Regions from separate parts of the Callithrix jacchus genome. Here region 2 is linked to region 1. A link is a contact called in public Hi-C data. All regions are on one chromosome and are shown on one strand. Each heading gives the region's core, a stretch centred on a gene start, on an enhancer-like site or on the middle of the called end of the contact. The rest is flanking DNA. Distances are from core to core; before and after follow the strand shown. Region 1 has its middle 210 kb from the start of C1H9orf50. Region 2 has its middle 9.7 kb from the start of C1H9orf50.

Region 1 (3,735 bases), core at 660-3,159:
GTTCTCAGGGGTGTGACAGAGACTGCACCACTTTCCAGCAGTGTTGCCAGCAAGTGACTTCACCTCTCTGAGGCTCTGTCCCCTCATCTGTGAAACTGGGATCACCATGGTGTTTACCTCACTTGGTTATTTCGAGGGTCGAATTCCATAAGGAAATGTACAGACCTCGGTGGAGTGCCTGGCACTAAGTTCACAATCAGTGGTGATTGTGATTATTATCCCCATTTGCCAGTTGGGAAGACAGAGGCTGAAAGCAGCTCAGGGGCTTGCCCTGGATTACACAGTGGGCTGGTGGCAGAACCCGTGGCCTCTGCTTCTCCCGACCCCAGCCCAGTGCTCTTTTCCTCGAGCCTGGACCAAAAGCCAGCTCGAGTGTCAGAGACCCAAGGTGGCTGTCCTGGGTCACACCAGCTCCAATGACAGCTTCCATGTTCTAGTGCCTACTGTGCACCAGACGCCATGCCACAAGCTTGTGTGTACCACCTCCAGGAGCCATCACCTTCAGTGACGGGGCACTGTGCTGTCCCTGTTGTCCAGATGCACAAGCTGTGGCTTCAGCAGAGCCGGGATTCACCGCCAGGACTCTCTCTAGTCCTGGAGTTCCCGTTCTCAGCGCAGGCTACTGCCCACTGGGCCAAGGTGAGGCTTCTCTAGATTATAGCAACAGCTCCCAGGCACCTTATCCCCACAGGTCTGTCTCCTCCGTTAAGGAGAGACAGCAATATGACACCCAGACCGCTACTGTGGACCCTAAGGCTTCTGGATACCAGACAAGCTTCCCCTACAGAGTGGAGTTCCTTTCTCACATCTGGAAGGGGGAAGGAGGGAAGAAGAAACAACAGCTTGAGCCCCTCCCTCCCTTCGGCCAAAACAGGGCCGAAGTAGGGGCCCAGGCTGGTAGGCATGATGGTGGGGAGGTTTGAAGCAGGGGGTTGGTCCCCCCTCCTGCACACCCTCCCTACATTCCCATCTGGTCAGTCTGCTCAATGAAAGTTGAAGTCCGCCTCCTACAAAAAACAAAAGCCTCCCCTTTCCAATGTAGAAAGCCCCAGAGATCCGGACCACTCTGCTTGCCTTCTCTTTCGGCCAGTGTGACCAGGACCGGGCCCGGGAAGTGACAGCTGCCCTGCCCTGCGAGAGAGATCCCAGTCCTTAGCTTGTATCCTCTCTAAGGCCATACCCCAGGAGCAGCCTGCCGATCCTGTCCCCGCTGACTCCCACCGGCCGCCGCAGGGAGCAGGGCCAGATGGGGCGGCTCCGACTCCCTCCTTGCCTGGCAGTGCAGCCCCGTGACCAGTCCCCCTGAGACCTCCCGGCCTGGCCATCCGAGATGACCCTTGGCCCTTCCCCACAGAAGCCCAGACCTCTGACCCTTATTAAAAACAAACCAAACAAAATCCGGAGAGAGAAAAAATTTTTTCCACAAACAGCCTGAGAGATGATGGCGTGCCCCTGGCGCGCACACACACCCCAGCCTCAGACACGCGAGGCCGCCTCCACATAAACACGCTGCTGGCGCGCGGGCTGTGTTTAGGAAACACCCAGGTTTCTCTCAGTTTTGGGAGGGGTGTGAACGGTTTCAGAGTTTGCTGCTGGATGAGGGAGCCTGGGGGGCGGCAGGGATGTCTTTTCCGCTTTGTGCTCTTTGCTGTTTTTCTCAGGGAGGGGGATACGTGGACAAAAGGACCAGGAAACCCAGGAAGGAGGTCCTGGGACAGCACCCTCACCCCCAGGGGAGGTCCGGCTTGGGGAAGGCAGCCCCGGGGCCTGGGAGGCCCGGACTGGGCCTGGGCTCCAGAGGGTAGGGCTAGTGCCCCGCGTCGCCTCGGCGTCCCGGAGCTAGGCCCAGGGTCCGTCGCTCGGAAAACGTCTGGGACCGCTGAACCCGGGTCCCTGCCCTCTCCTCTCCCGGCTTCAGAGCCTGGAAACCAACAAACCCGCCCGGAACAAAGGCGGGGCGGCTTTCCAAAGGCAAACAAGAGACAGTTTGTCTTTTCCCTCCCCCGCACCTCACCCCCGAACCGAGCGGGCGGCCCAGGGCAGGTCTGGGGGGTCCGGGTGGCCCTGACGCGGCGACTTGGCACCCCCGCGACGCCCGCGTGGCCCGGGCCCCGCTGCGCGTGCGCGGGTTGGGGCGCAGGAGGCCGCGGCCGCCCGCGCAGCCTCGCTCGGGCCGGTCTCCGTGGCAACGGGCTCGGGGGGAGGGGCCGAGCGGCTCGGGCTGTGGCGGCTGCTATTTCTGCCGCTTCCTGTTCCTCGCGGCCACGTCGCCATGGCAACAGTGTTACTCACCGCGGCCGCTTCCCGGCTCGGCTAGCGCGCGTGACCCCGGCCGCTCGCGCCCCCTCGTCTCTCACTTGCTGTGTTTTCCCCTCTTCCCCCGGGCGTCCTCCTCCTCCTGCACCCCCGGGCCCCCTAAGCAGCGCGCCCCGGTGCCCCCCACCCTTCCCCCTCCTCCCTGGTGCCCACGGCCCGAGAGGGAGGGGGAGGGAGATTGATGGGGGACGCTTATTAAAAAACATTGTAACCGTTTCCGTTTTTATTACGTTGACAAGGGAGCGTTATTTACTGTTATTGTTTGCCGAGCGGGCCGAGCCTGAGCGCGGACGACCCCCCGGGAGCTCACCTTCAGGCTGCGGCGGCCGGCGGGCGGGGGCCGGGGCGGGGCGCGGGCAGGGAGCGGTGGGCGGCCGCGCACCCCGGGGCTCTGCTCCTCGCCCCTTTCCCCGCCAGCCCGGTCGGGCCCCTCGGCGGGGCGCGTTGGCGCGGGGAGGGACTGCAGAGGCCCGGTGACTCGCGTTGAAGGATAAAGGCAACAAAAAATAAAAAAGGAACAGATGACTTCATTCTCGGGAAGGCTTCGTCCTATACGGACCAATTTCCTGGAGACTGTGGTGGAACAGCCCGGCTGCCGTTGGAAGAAAGACCAGAACGTTCTGGGCCCCGCTGAACCCCGCCAGGGCAGGCTGCCGGGGTGTGCGATTCTGGCCGCGCGGGGAGGCGGGTGGCCTCCCTCCATCGTCGCAGGGCGCCTGTTTTCCAGTGTCCCGGGATTGGGAGGGGCTTGTGGGGAGGTGTTCACTGGGATCAGATGGGCCTGAAGGACGCCCCCCTCATCTCCAAGCCCCTGCTGGGCTGTTAATCTCATCCTGCTAATTAAAGTTTGTGATTCTGTCCCTAACTCAGCTCCCCACTCTTGGACAGTATCTGCTCAAATGCAAACAGTTGCAGCTCTGGACAGGGAAGCCAGAGGGAAAAGGCCTCTGCAGTGCGCACATGGATTAAAAACAATCTGTTGGGCCGGCATGGTGGCTCATGCCTGTGATCTCAGCACTTTGGGAGGCCGAGGCGGGAAGATCATTTGAAGCCAGGAGTTCAAGACCAGCCTGGCCAACATGGTGAAACCCTGTCTCTACTAAAAATACAAAAATTAACTGAGCGTGGTGACGGGCACCTGTAATCCCGGCTACTCGGGAGGCTGAGGCAGGAGAATAACTTAAACCTGGGAGGCAGAGGTTGCAGTGAGCTGAGATTGTGCCACTACACTCCAGCCTGGGTGACAGAGCGAGACTTTGTCTCAAAAAATAAAAATAAAAAAATGTTTACACTTACAAGCAACTCCTAGTGAACAACCCAGGTTTTGAAAACAACTTTCAGAGCCCCTTCAGCCTGCTTCTTATTTTTCTTTTTCTAATGTTTTTTGTTTGTTTTGAAACGGAGTTTCGCTCTTGTTGC
Region 2 (3,604 bases), core at 100-2,599, 200 kb before region 1:
GAGGTTGAGGCTGCAGTGAGCTGTGATCACACTGCTATTCTCCAGCGTGGGCAACAGAATGAGACCTTGTCTCAAAAAACAAACAACAAGAAACCCCAAAAACTTGGGACCAAGCCTCTGTCGACCTAAATCAGCCCACACCTGAAGTATGTACCTGCTGGAAACTGAGCCTAGGGGTGGAGAACCATGCCCCGCCCTGTCCTCCCCCTCCAAGCCTCTATCTAACCTTCACTGTGGAGTGAGGGTGTCCAGACTCCAGCCCAGGGAAGAGTACCCTGTATTAGTCTTACGCGTTTCCCCAGCCAGGTTCACAGCCTCTGGTCCCTGGAAGGCAAAACACCTGGGTGTGCTGGGCTGGGACCTCCCCTTCTCTCCCTAGTCTGGGGATGGTGGATGTTTGCATCAGGAGGTGGCGAAAGACAAGGTGGCAGGCACTGACTCAGCATCCCAGGCCACCGCCAAGCCCCTGTCTGCCAGGTCTGCCCCCGCCACACCTGCCTTCCAGCCCCCTGGACAAAGTTAGAGCCTCTCTCTGAAGCTGCCAGCGGCCCCCTGCCCCGCGCCATTGCCCGGGATCCGGGTCTTTCTCGCCACCTCCTGGCCGCTGAGGAAATAGCACGGAATCCACACCCTGACGTCTTGTTCCATGGCAAAGGAAGAGGCTGCAAAGGGTGGGATTGGGCTGGGCAGTGGCCGGTGGGGGTCCTTAGGGCCCGGCTGGGGGAGGCCTTTTGGGTGAGGCGCCCTGACTCCAGAAGAAGGGCAATAGAGCTAGGCTCAGTGTAGACGAACTCTGCGGGGATGGGACGAGGACAGCGCTGCAGCCGCTCCTCCACCGGGATTCACCAGAGTGGGATTCAGTCCCCCGGACGTCCCCTCCCCTCCATCTCCCTTTCTGGACTTTCACGCCCCGTCCCCTGACCCAGGCTTTCTATTTCCCGGAGAGACTCCGGGTCTCATCAGGCCTGATTCTACCGCCCCTCCTCTGTGTGGCCTTGCGCAGCCCACCTTGCCCTCTCCGAGCCTCAGTTTCCCCCAAGGACCGCGGCGGGTTCCGACCCTACCGCCGGCTGCAGAGCCGCGCCGCGCCCACGCGGGGGCAGTGTTAGCCTGGCTTTGGCGCCGCCTGGCGCGGCCGAAACTTCGCAGCTGAGTCTCGCTCCAGGGTCGGAAACTTTTCCCCTCGCTCGACGCCCGCACCCACTCGCTTCCGCCTCGGCGCTGCGGGCCCCCGGCAGCCCCGCTCCGGCCGCGAGACCTCCCGGCACGTGCCCCGAGCCCGCGGCAGGCCCTGGCGGGTGGGGGGAAACGCACCGCCCCCGCCCCCCAACTTCCCTCTCTCTCGCTTTTGCTGTTCAGCCCAAAATGGTTAGGCTTGCAGCCCTGCGGCAGCGCGGAGCACTGGAGCGGGAGTCCGCCTGGAGCGCCCTGGGCGGGTCTCGGCGATCCCAAGGCCCCCGACTCCTCGCCCGCACCGGGGACACCACGCCGGGGGAGGGCGCTGGGTGGGCCTGCGGGGAGACCTGGACCCCCTTCCGATTACCCCTGCCTTTCCCCCTTCTCCCCTTTCCCCTCCTCCTCTACCTCGTGGCCCCGGGAGCCCGCAGCGCTCCAGTCCGCCCGCCGCCCCCTCCTCCCGCTCCCTCCCCGCAAACCACTGGCAGCAGGCGGGAGGCCGAGTCCAGAGGACCCGAGACTCAGTCCCGCAGCTCCTGGCACTCACACCCCCCACCGAGATAGGCACCCGGAGACACACACAGGCTCGCTGCAGGACCACAGCCACATGGTACACAGACACACACACCACACACATCCACGGACTCCTGCCCCGCAGACAGCCCATGCACGCAGGTGGACCTCGCACAGACAGACACAGCAGCCCCCACATTCGGGGTCACCTTCTGCCCTGGAGGCCCAGAGGCTTCTCCCTGGCCCTCTGAAGCCACCTCTGTCCACCAACATGTCCCCCACCATCAACTTGGGGTCACCAAGAAGGATGATGATGAGGAGAGGGACCCAGGCATCCAGCTGTTCCCCAGGGGCCGTCGGGGGCCATCTCTCACCCTTCTGGACAGTGACCCAGGACTGGTAGCCTCCCCAGGGGCCCCAACAGGGCCCTTTTCCCTGGGGCATTTCCACTCAGGGCTGGGGGTGGGGGTATCGTGATTGGGGGGTTATGTTTGGGAGGTCGTGGGGGGGGTCGTGGGGGGGCGTTATTGTGGGGGGTTCGTGCTGAGGGGATTATGGTGGGTGTTGTGGTGGGGGATCATGGGGTGGTCGTGGTTGGGGAGTCGTGGTGAGGGGTTGTGGTGGGGGGTTGTGGTGGGTGGTGCTGCCCCTCCTGGGCTTCAGGAAGCAGCATGGTGGGGAGGCCAGGAAAGCTCTGCTCACCTCAACTTGACCTACCTGAGCCCGCTGGGATCAAGGCAGGTGCACCCCCCACTCCTGCCCACCTCCATGCTGTGAGGTCCTGTTTGCCCTCCCCAGCCCACCCTGACCTCTATCATTGGCCATGGGCAGTCCGGTGCCCAGCCAGTGCAAGGTAGAGTGGAAGCCAGGTCTGGCTCCTTAGCCCCATTTGCTGATAAGGACAGTAAAACCCCGAGGGCTCAGGGGGGTCTCACCTGGGGGTGCTGGTGATGCCACTGGAGCTGGAACTCCTGCCCCAGCAGAGCCCTCCACATGCACAGGAGTTCCCTCCTAAGCCACTCTCAGTACAGCCTTTGGTCGTTGGGGAAGCCAAGGCCCAGAGAAGCTCAGCTCTTTCTCAAGGTCACACAGTGCCCTGGTGTTGAAGTCGGGATCCACACTCAGCACCTCTTCATGGGAAGCCCCAGCTCCTGCTGAATGCTGTCCTGTGGGGGCTCCTTCCTGATGCACGTGGGCTCCTCAGAGGCAGGGGGGATCAGGGCAAGGTTAAGGAAGGAGCGGCGTTTATTTGGAGACAGTGGAACTGGGCAGGGGCACAGGGCCTGCTGGAGCCAGAAGCCTCAAGGCTGTTGGCAGGACCCACGACCGACCAGAGTGGGGAGGAGGGTGCTGACTCCTGGCAGGAGCCTGGTGGGAGGGAGAGGAGGGAGCCTGGATCCAGGGAACCCTGCAGATATGGCTGATTGCCATTCTGCAGGCAGCTCTTTCAGCGCTGTTACGGACTGAACATGTCCCACCAAAATTCATATGCTGGAACCCCAGGCCCGATGTGATGGTATGAGGAGGTGGGGCCATTGAGATGGTTGAGAGGTGATCAGGTCATGAGGATGGAGCCCTCACAAATGGGATTAGTGCTCTTAGAAAAGAGGCCCCAGGCCAGGCCAGGTGGCTCTCACCTGTAATCCCAGCACTTTGGGAGGCCGAGGTGTGGTCAGGAGTTTGAGACCAGCCTGGCCAATGTGTCGAAACCCTATCTCTACTAAAAATACAAAAATTAGTCAGTCATGGTGGCAGGTGCCTGTAATCCCAGTTACTGGGGAGGTTGAAACAGGAGAATCACTTGAACCCAGGATATGGAGGCTACAGTGAGCCGAGATATTGCCACTGCACTCCAGCCTGGGTGACAGAGCAAGACTTTGTCTCAAAAAAGAAAAAAAAAAAGAAATGACAAGGC

What was found. Hi-C and Micro-C count contacts between places; a contact is called where the count stands out from the background.
Region 2: a Hi-C map of induced pluripotent stem cells shows a contact between it and region 1, with 4 times the contacts expected there. The contact joins two enhancer-like sites. A contact is called at or near these places in 3 of 3 Hi-C or Micro-C datasets (induced pluripotent stem cells and skeletal muscle).

Annotation. Positions count from the first base shown.
Region 1 is chr1:177,997,350-178,001,084 of calJac240_pri, reverse strand. No RefSeq gene overlaps it. Among named protein-coding and RNA genes, the nearest start is that of C1H9orf50, 210 kb to the left of the region's middle. Within about 2 kb of position 1,909, at least 15 of the 16 cell types and tissues checked have an H3K27ac peak or open chromatin away from gene starts, as enhancers often do.
Region 2 is chr1:178,197,071-178,200,674 of calJac240_pri, reverse strand. No RefSeq gene overlaps it. Among named protein-coding and RNA genes, the nearest start is that of C1H9orf50, 9.7 kb to the left of the region's middle. Within about 2 kb of position 1,349, at least 7 of the 16 cell types and tissues checked have an H3K27ac peak or open chromatin away from gene starts, as enhancers often do.